Linked DNA regions of Gossypium hirsutum: regions 1 and 3 are each linked to region 2. A link is a contact called in public Hi-C data. All regions are on one chromosome and are shown on one strand. Each heading gives the region's core, a stretch centred on a gene start, on an enhancer-like site or on the middle of the called end of the contact. The rest is flanking DNA. Distances are from core to core; before and after follow the strand shown.

Evidence for each region. Hi-C and Micro-C count contacts between places; a contact is called where the count stands out from the background.
Region 1: a Hi-C map of hypocotyl shows a contact between it and region 2, with 3 times the contacts expected there. The contact joins the promoter of LOC107888958 here to the enhancer-like site in region 2. A contact is called at or near these places in 6 of 34 Hi-C or Micro-C datasets (anther, hypocotyl, leaf and 1 more).
Region 3: a contact with region 2 is called in a Hi-C map of leaf, with 2.1 times the contacts expected there. The contact joins the promoter of LOC107888960 here to the enhancer-like site in region 2. A contact is called at or near these places in 7 of 34 Hi-C or Micro-C datasets (callus, hypocotyl, leaf and 1 more).

The regions. Positions count from the first base shown.
Region 1 is chrA09:57,339,122-57,342,879 of Gossypium_hirsutum_v2.1, reverse strand. LOC107888958 (universal stress protein PHOS32) reads left to right here and starts at 1,609. Exons shown (of 4, transcript XM_016813235.2): 1 at 1,609-1,854; 2 at 1,964-2,073; 3 at 2,184-2,302; 4 at 2,469-2,806. The coding sequence starts at 1,674. The coding sequence ends at 2,547.
Region 2 is chrA09:57,272,475-57,276,062 of Gossypium_hirsutum_v2.1, reverse strand. No RefSeq gene overlaps it. Among protein-coding and RNA genes, the nearest start is that of LOC107890249, 52 kb to the left of the region's middle. Within about 2 kb of position 1,677, at least 8 of the 9 cell types and tissues checked have an H3K27ac peak or open chromatin away from gene starts, as enhancers often do. A contact at or near this core is called in hypocotyl and leaf, where this site is marked.
Region 3 is chrA09:57,396,040-57,399,496 of Gossypium_hirsutum_v2.1, reverse strand. LOC107888960 (serine/threonine-protein kinase EDR1) reads right to left here and starts at 1,331. Exons shown (of 13, transcript XM_016813237.2): 1 at 682-1,331; 2 at 174-579; 3 at 1-79. The coding sequence starts at 1,109.

The sequences.
Region 1 (3,758 bases), core at 360-2,859, 67 kb before region 2:
ATAGTAGTAAAATTAACAATAAAACAAGAGTTACAATAATATCCAAACAATAACAACAAAATAATAACAATATAATAACGAAATAGTAGCAGAATAGCACCAAAATAACATGTTTAATTTTTTATTTTTTGTAAATTTAGGCCCAGTCGAGCCCAGGATAAAAAAAAAGCTTACTTGAGGCTCGACCCGCTTATAAAACGGGCATCGTTTTTTGCCTAAGCTCATTTTTTAAACCTATATTTTTACACAAACTATTTTAACTTTCGGGTAGACCTTCAAGTAGGGCCAAATAACATGACTCATGATAAGGTCTAAAATGAATTTGATCTTTATAGATGGATAATCATATTTTCATGATATCAACATAATTTATAGCTCAAAAATTTTATTTTAAAAATTACCTATCCTAAAAATAACAAGTTAATAGAAAAAAAAAAACTCAACTCATCGCAATGTTAACCATAACGACCATAGCACTTGCCTCAACAAAATTTATCATATTCCCTCAAATCCGTATATTTATAAACCATGTTATTATAATTTGTAATTAACAATGATTATTCTTACAAGTTAATCATTTATATGCACCAGACACTCATTAAAGTAAAGCTAGACAAAAATTCATCAAACATTGATTGCCCACGTGGAGGTCACCACCCGACAACAACAAAGAATCCGATACTTCTCAGACAATGTCTAAACTTTCACAATCACCGTCTTATCTCCATCGGTGGCTCAAAAAATGCCAAAATTCTTATGATAAAAAAAAAAAGAAAAGGCGAAAAATCATACACCAACCCTTACCTCAAAAAGTAAACTCCATTACAAACTTTTCTTCAGTTTCTGGCCCTTTCTCTCTTTATCTAAAGTTGATGCCTTTCTATTCATTCCGACTCACTTGCTCGTATAAAATATAGGTCACTTTTCTTCTTTACATTATGCTTAATTATATTATATAATTTAATTATTTAATTATCAAATTTATATTTTAGATAAATTATTAATAAAGAGAATATGTGATGCATCATCGATGATCTATCCGGCTTAAATTCGGTATTTTAAACCTAAGATCGTAAACTCTAAGCTTGAGAGTTATTAATATATATTTATAGTAGTTATAACAAAATTAATATTTAAATTTGTTTTAAAAAAATTATTAGTATTTATTTATAAATCCTTCACAATTTTTTATTTTATTTAATAATAATGTAGTATGTTATTATTTATAGATGATGCATGAGATTCGTGCAATAGTATGCATCAAATACTATTCTTTATTAATATCATTAAAAAGTTGTACTATTAATATAAATTAAAAAAAACTCATATAATGAGGTTGAGTTGAATTTTTTAAATAAAAAATTAAAAAAATGATTATTTTTATAGCCAGAATTTTACGAAATAAATTTCACATTGTTTGAAAAAATTTATACAAGTTAACTAAGGAAATATTTAATGATCTTAATATTTTGAATTAAGACGTAATATTCTTTCATAATGTTAGTGCTTTGGACTAAAATAATTATATAAAAAAGTAAATTCCAAAATGAAATTTATTCCCATAAAAATTCCAGCTATAAAAGGGTTTAAAAAGTTTAATATAGATATATATACACACAGGGCTAAGCATATTAGGGTGATCATAGAAAAAAGTAAAGACAGAGCGGAGAGATATGGCGGCTGATAGGAGAGTTGGGATTGCTGTTGATTTCTCTCCAAGCAGCAAGAATGCGTTGAAATGGGCTGTGGATAACGTTATCCGGAAAGGGGATCATCTTATCCTTGTTGCCGTTCGACCTGAAGGTCATTATGACGAAGGCGATCAGATACAGCTTTGGGAAGCCACCGGTTCACGTACATACTCTTCTTCCTCTAATTAATTTTTATCGTTTGTTTCTCGAGAAAAAAGAATCCAGGATAAGCTTAAAGAAATGACTTTTTTAATTTTACTATGTTAATGTAGCTTTAATCCCATTAAGTGAATTCTGTGATCCAATTATCATGAAGAGGTATGGAGTAAAGCCAGACCCTGAAACTTTGGATATTGTCACCACTGCTGCTAGGCAAACCCAAGTACTTTTCTTCTTCCCACAAAAATCCATGAAATTGAACTTAATTCATTTTGTTTCAGTTATTGTTAATTATTATTAGTAAGTTGATATATTTTACTCACAAATCATCAGATTGAGGTGCTGATGAAGATATACTGGGGTGATCCTCGTGAGAAGTTATGTGAGGCCATTGATACTATCCCTCTTAGCTGCATAATTGTAGGAAATAGAGGGCTTGGCACGCTTAAGAGGTAAACCTTTTTCATCAATTAATCTCTTCTTTCGTTTTTAGACTATGAGATTAAATTATATATTTTTATGAGAGGATATCAAACACTGATATTTTTTCAAAGAAGTGAAGAGTCATAGCAACATATATTATCATATTCCGAGATTTTAATTTGTTTTTATTTTCAGGGCTATAATGGGCAGTGTAAGCAACTATGTAGTGAACAATGGCTCCTGTCCTGTTACTGTGGTGAAGCATCATGTTTAAGGATTGTTTTTCATTGCCTTTGAGGTTTTAAAAGTGTTTTCCCATAATAGAAGTAATAAGGAATAGTTGAGATATGTAGCTTGATTTATGTTTTATTGCATGGGATTGTATGTATGGAAGTAATTAAAGCTTTTGTTGAAGCTGAACACACTTCATCTTGTTGTATATTGAGATGGGTGTTTGTGTAAACTAGACTTACCAATTGAGTGATGTGAGAATAAATTGTGTAGGCAGTTTCTAAGAACTGCTGGTTCTAACACATCATAATTGTTGATAGACGGATATTGGTGTTAAAATTTTATAAAATTTTACGAGAATTTTTAAAAATTTTAACAAAACTTAATTGAAATTTTCAAAAAAGTTTAAGAGTTTAAGGAAAATTTTAAAAAATTATTGGGAAGCCAATGGCTCTACATCAAAGTATCAACTAGTCTAAATTTTGTTTCAGTCAAAATTTACTTGTGTTATTGTCCATTTCATCTAATTTTTGATTTGTAACATTTTGTTCCGGCTGGCACAAGATTTTGGTATTCGAAAATTAATTTTTAATTTTTTTATTTGAATCATTTTTATTTTTAAAATTATATATAAACATGACATATAATTATTAAACCAAATTATTGAATCTAATTAATAAATTTAAAATTCATATTTGTATATAAAATATTTTATTTGCCTATTAAAGTATATTTGTATGTTTATATAATATATCTATATTATTTATGAAGAGCTTAATTAAGTTTGTCTCACCCTTCAATCGAATCTCAACTCGGTTGCTAAGTCTATAATATTTATAAAGAGTTTGACTAAGTTGGCATCACTCTTCAATTAGGTCCCAGCTCAGTTGTTAAAGTACTAAAAGATCATTATATTTTAACGAAGAAACAAATATTATTTTGAGAATATTTTTATAATTTCATATAAAATCCAAATATATATATATATGATTTGAACTTAAGATTTAAGACTCCACAACACTCGCTCTCTCAATCATTTCAGTCAAATACATATTTTATTTTTATATCAAGTTTTAACAAATTTATTATATAATTGTTTTCACATGCATCGTTAGTATGCCACAATATAGTATTGTTAACATATTTAGATATTAAACTATAAGTATTTGAAGAGTGATCCACTTACATTAGTGTAAAACTCAAGTAATTTTACATACTTTCATCGGTGTAAGCCTAAAATGACAGTACATCGAG
Region 2 (3,588 bases), core at 428-2,927:
TGCTTTGACACAGTCAAACGTCTTCCGAAAATGGTTGTATTATAAAGGCTGATGTTAGGTGTGCCATAATCTGTATAGTGGAATGTGAGTGATCAAGAAAGGATTTGTCCCTCCTACATAATGGGAGAAATATCTCATGCCTTTGATTGATTGAAACTAGAAATGCATGGTCATGCTCATATGAGTTGACATGAGATTTCACACTTATTTGTTTATCTTGTCTACTCGACAATCAAGAAATAAAAGATTGGGCTATACAAATGTGACTATTCCATGACTTGTGTTTAATCAAAGATATAAATGACAAAAAGATATTCTATATAATATTATCACAGAAGACCACATCGAACCACGACTTCCTATAACTTAGGTAGTAGTGACGCATTTCTAGATGTCATCATTGTTTGTAACATTAGAATTATTTTAATGTTATTGCTAACATTATAGGATTCTATAGAGTCACACCCTTTAGTTGAGACGATCTGAATATAATGAAAATTGAGATTATATTTAATATGTCATAAAAGTTAATTTAATTATAGAAATATTGTAATAATTAAGTTAATTTTATAATGTTAAAATTAATCATAATATATGTATACACTTGATGCTTATGTATAGAGGATTAAATTAAAATAAATGTGAAAATCTATACATATTTGAATTTATAAATATGCCTTTTCGAGTATATTAAATATTATATTTAATAAAATTCGGGTAAGGAGATTATGTTAGGATTTAATTGAAATTGATATCTTCTTATGTAAGGGAGAAAATGAGGTTTAAAAAGATAATACCTTATCTTTCCACTTAGTGGTTAATGGCCATTAAAAGTAGTTTTGAATAAAAAGATAAGTTTAATCTCAATTTCTTTTTACCCAAAATACTATCTTTGACTTGTAACGAAAAGTAGTTTTCTTTCTAAAAGGTTCTGAGAGATTTTCCAATCATGCTTTTTCAAGTGGATCAAGCAGACGTCAAAATTTTACATTGTGGCCGGGGTTGGACATAAACAGAGGAATCACTTTTGTGCCAGTGATGTTTCCAGATTTTAAAGGCATATTTTTGAATTTTTCTTGCACATGAATTCGCGGTTTGTGATTGATGGAAGCTTTTTTTTCCGCTATGCCATACAACATAACGAGGCTCCAACAACGACATCTCATCAAATGTAATCAATTTTTAAAATTTTTTAATTATATGAATCTTTTAAAAGAGTTTTTAGTGAGGTGTCAGACAATATACCAAAGGTATGATATAATGAATTTTAAGTGTTGGTAATGGCTGAAATATATCCGAAATTTCATGCAAACGAAAAACAAGTTTCAACCGAATTTGGTATACGATTTGTTCCATTGGTTCAACCAACAGAAATAAAAACAGAATTTTGATTCGCATTTTGGTGTTTAAATTTCGATTAAAACTAAATTAATTGATCGAATCGATTTAATTCAGTTAATTAGTCGGTTAACCAATTTAATTCAGTCGGAAGTCAGTTAAATTTTTTTTTGAAATTTTGAATAACGATTAATTCAACTCAAAATCAGATAATTAATCGAATTAACCGAACTTAATAATTAATATTATATTAACAATTAACCCACTGTCCACTACCCACTACCCACTACCCACCTAAGCCCCAACCAGCAACCCAATTCAATATAATTTATAAACCCAACCCAATTCTTTAAACTAAAAGTAATTTAATAACTTAATAATAAAACCTAAACATCCTCAAAGCAAAAAAAAAAATAATATCTACAGGCAACCGCCCTTTGAACTAAACATTGTAGTAACCCTAAACTAAAAATTATCTGAAATTCAAATCCCTGAACCCAATAACCCTAAATCTCTAATCCCATCTCCCCAAATTGAAAATCCTCCGAAATCTCCCAAAATCCCTTCTAACGACAATCACCGGCTTCGAGTTCACCTTCACTCACCGCCGTCCAGTCACCATCATCTTCGAGTGACGCCCTAACCCGACAGCCCGAAACATTCATTACCGTCCGACGTCCACCACCACCAAGTCACTAAATCCCCCCTACTTTTCTCTATTGATTGTCTTTGATTTTTATCCTACTCTTCTTTGTTGATTATGTCTGGTTTGAATTGGGTCTTTGCTCTTTTGATTGCTTTAATTGCTTAAAAAAAGAAGCCAAAAAAATAAAACATACCGTTTTAAGGACTTGTTAAAGTCTAGTTCTTGAAGCTTTCCAGGTAGGAAATTCTTCTTCTTGGAAAGGGTTTTAGTGGGTTTTGACAAATCCACAAATAACCCCTATATGAAACGAATAACAAGGCCTGGAATGAACTTTTCAGGTTTGAAACTTACTCCTAACAATGCACTTCACTGTTTCTGCAGCTTCTGATATTGAATAACCACAATCAATTGGCACAAATTAAAAATAAAAAAGAGAAAAAAAAAGCCAAAAGTTAACGAAGTGACTGAAAAGTACCTTGTTAATTCGGTTAATTTTTTAATATATTTTATATTTATTTTAATAAAAAAATTAAAAATATATAAATTTCGATTAATTCTTGATTGAATTAATTAAAATAATTTAGTTTAGTTATTTTTTTAAAAAAAAATCATTCAATTAACTATTAAGAGTTTAAAATTTGGGTAAATTAAAAAATAGTCACTTTTGTTTGTTTCATGTTATATTTTAGTCATTTATATTTGAAATATTACGTTTTAGTCACTTATGTTATTTGTTACAAAGTGATCACTCTTCCGTTAAGTTTCGTTATCTCCTTAATGGTAATCCTACGTGGCAGTCCAACTAGATTTTAAGTGCCAACTTGAATTTTCTAATGGGATGAGAATAGATTTTTTATTAAATAAATTTAATTAATTAAAGATTTTAAACCCTAAATCTTAGTTAAAAAACTATTCATCTCCCCATTTTTTTAGTTTTCTTTTTCAATGACTAAAACAGCTATTATCATCAAAAAAAATTATTCACCTACGAAAACAAAAGAGGATTCAATGGAGGGTCCAGGTATGTCTTCTTCACCGACAAACTTATGTTCTAAAACTTAAAATGAAATGGTTGTCGAAAAATAAGAATATGGTAATCATTTTTGTTCCTAATCATTGTATTTTTAAATTCTTCACGTTCTTGAATAATTAGTTTCTCAATCCGATTTTTTCTGATTTGAATCGGCTTGTTTGTTCACAATCCCTTTGCGGGTATCCCTTTTTTTTATCTGAAATTCTTTTAGTTGTTAATATTCATATCAAGAATTTTAATTTAGGGTTTTCATTAAACAATAAAAAATTCAATCTTTTGTTTTTCAGTATTGAATAAAAGAGATAGATGAATGCAAAGAAAACATACCTGAACCCTCCATTGAATCCATCTTTATGAAGCAGTCAATTTGATTTCAACTATTTTGATCTTAATAATAGTTTTTCCAATCAAATGAAAAAAAAACATTGAAAAAAAAAAGAAGAGACTGAAGAAAAATTAAAAAGAGGAAATGAACAGATTTTTTAGTTAAGATTTAGGTTTAAAAATTTTAATTAATTAAATTTTTAATTAAAAACCTATTTTCATCCCATTTAAAAATCCAAGTTGGCAT
Region 3 (3,457 bases), core at 82-2,581, 120 kb before region 2:
CTCCACTTCCCCCTTCCGGATCAATGCAATTCTCTCCGGTCCTAATTCTGGACTTCACTTTGTTGCTCACCTTGGACGCCTGCATTAGTAACTCTTTCACAATCAACCCAAGACAAACTACAATAACAATAAAAAACCAACCAGAAACTACATGAAAATTAAGGAACCAATACCAAATTCGTTATCTTCAACGCAATTGCAGCTTGCAAAGGTTGCTGAGGATCAAGACCGAGTTTAGCTGAAACAGCATTTTTGGACCGGCTGAAGGTCGAATTTCCTTCAGGTTGCTTTTCAGCCGAAAATGCAACTTGAAAAGGCCGAGAATCACTGGATACACAAATAATTCCAACCAAAGAACCATCATCATCATAAAAAGGAGTATCAGTTACAAGAGCTGAGAACCTCTCCCCCATTTTATTCTTAACAGGAAATTGCCCAGTCCAACTCTCACCCATCATAACACGATGAACTATATTATTCGCCACCGCAAAGTCCCTGGGATCGACAAGAAGTTCAACGGCATCTTGCCCTAAAGCCTCCGCCGCTGAATAACCATAAAGGTTTTCCGCAGTTCGGTTCCTGCAAAAAATGCCCAATTCAATAAGAATGCTACTTACATTTACTAATAACAAAGGTTAATCACTGACTAGAACATTAAAGGCATGAAAGTAACCCTCTTACCAATAAATTATACGGCCATTAAGGTCAAATATATGAACAGATTGTCCCATAGACTGCAAAATATTTAAATACTGACTGTTGGTGAAATTAACGGCAGCCGGACCAGTATTCCGGCCTTCTCCATCACCTCCGCCGCCGCCATTTCCGGTATCACACCTTCTGCTCTCTCTTTGCAACGGCGACGAATGCCGAAACGAGCAAGAACTTTTCTTCAAAGCAGCAGCCGACGTAGCCGCCGCCGCAGCCGAATTCCCCGGGCAGCGGCGGCGTTGAGGGGAAGTAGAGTGGGATCTTTGACGAATGTGGTCGGGCTTTGACTGACCGGCGCCGGATTGTTTTAATCTAGACATTTCTTGCTGGAGATGCTCATGTCCTGCCTCCAGTTCTTGGATCTTCCTCAAAAGCTCATCCGCTGTAGGTGTTTCCATTTTTGCTACTTTTTTCTTTCTTTTTTTTTTTTTTTTTGGTACACTTCACCAAATCAAAAAGTCAAACCATAGGAAGGGGCTTCAAAGTTCAAAGCTTTGATAAGATACAAAAATCTCACTTTCTGTAGAAATAAACAGTCCTCTTTCTCTTTTAAGAGAGGTCTAAGACTCAAAGACTTCAACTATTTCTCTTTTCCTTTTTTCTATTTATCTTTTCTTTTTTTCTTGCCTTTTTCTTTGTTTTGGGACAGTTTCTTTCTGGTTTTTTGTTTTTTTTTTCCTTTTTCGGGTTAATTCCTTATGGTGTTCTCGCATTATATTCTAAATTTTAAATAGGTTTCTAAATTTTAAAATACTTCAATTGGATCCAATTATTAATATTGTATCAATTAGGTGTTTCATCAATTAGGTTTTTAATCATAAAATGTAAAGTTCTAATCTAACATGAAAGTCAATTTAAATATGTATAGTATATTTTAAAAATACATATATACTTTTTTTATGTTGAGCTTTGAGACGATATTGTTAAAAATGATAGCTTTGAATCCCGAACTTAAATTGTAAAATAAACATGAACAACACTAAAAGATAAAAAAATATGAAAACAAAAGCGAAAAAAATATTTACATGTATAAATGATCTTCATGTTAGATACAAGTTGATATTTAACATTCAATTTAATGGTTAGACTAGTGATCTGACTTAATCGATATGATACATTTAGTTTTTGGATTTTTAGCTGATTAGGTTGATTTTTCAAACTTATCCAACAACATTCGATTTTAATCGAATTGACTAACCAAGTTAAGCTTAAACCAAGATTATAAACGATTTAATCAGTAAAACCTTAATAGACACCAACTTAACCGAATGATTGATTAAACCGATTTCAACTCGCCCTCAGATGATACTTCAAAAATCAGGACCAAATTAAAATCAGGTCTATAATACCCGGAGGTGTCTTGAAATTAGACCCTTTATCTCATCGTGAATACCAGATGCTTTAAATACACTAAGGAGTGTCTTATCAGAGAAAAAAAAATAGACTAAGGAGTAGGGTAGCATCCCCACGAGCTAAAATTCACGTGATTGAAATCATCCAATTAAGTGATAGAATTTCAGGTGAATGTCCAATGAATGTAGCGCGTCATCACAAACGCTAACTTCAAGGTTCCTCCTTCGATATGATGTTCCGGGTTTCACTTTTTCGCTAAGGGTAGGGTTTGAGAGGTATTAATTGGACCGACTTTATTTATTACTTAAAAAAAATTAAAACCATCTTCTTCTTCTTTTTTTCCGTTTAACCAACAATCAAATGTTCTAGTTTTGTGGCTTTTTATGGCAAGTAATTTTCTTTCATTATTTGGTCCAAGCTACAAGTTTCCCTTTCAAAGTATAATAAAAGGGATAAAAAAAATATTTAATTTTCAATTCAATAATTTCTCCTAATTTGGTTTTTGCTTCACATTAGTTTTTGAAGTCTCCGTATTCTCTTAAAAGCGTTAAGTCATCATTTACATTTTATAAACAATTCAATTATATATAATAAAAATATTAAAATTTATTTAAAAAGCTATAATAATTCTTAAAAACTATCTTTTTTAAATAAATAAATAAATAACCTTAAAAGTAGATGTCTAGAATAATCTGAATAAATGGAGGTTTGAGTTTTTTTATGGAAGTTCATTCTACATGTATTTTTTAAATAATTTTATATTTTTTTTATAATTTCAAAAATAATAATTTTAAATGAATTCTCAATTTATATAATTTTTTAAATTGAACTATATTTCAACCACATGTCCGTTGAACAACTTTAGTGGTATTCCTTTTGTCAAGCGATCAACTATATTTAACTTTGTACTTATGTGTTTTATGAGCAATTTCATGATTTAATGTGTTCCCTAATTACTAAGTATTTAACGTTAATGTGTTTACTTTAACACATCCCTGCCATATTGTCCTAATATATCCATATGGGTCTAGAGATATGTTGAACACTCCAAAACTCGCAATAAAACTTCCTAACCAAATATCCTGCAAGGTAGCTTCAAAACATGAAACAAGCTTAGCCTCTATAGTAGAGGTTACTGCTAGTGTCTATTCAACAATTCTCCAAGATATGACTCCACTGGCCAACTTAAAAAATATGTAGATGTTGATTTCCAATAATCAGCACAACAAACAAAATCTGAATCTGAATATCTGACAACTTTTAAAATTTTAGATTACCTATAAGTAAGCATGTGAATTTTAGTTCCTTGAAGATATCTCATCATGTTCTTTGCAACTCTCTAATGGTCTATCCTAGGATTGCTTTCATATTTTCTCAACATTCCCATTACAAA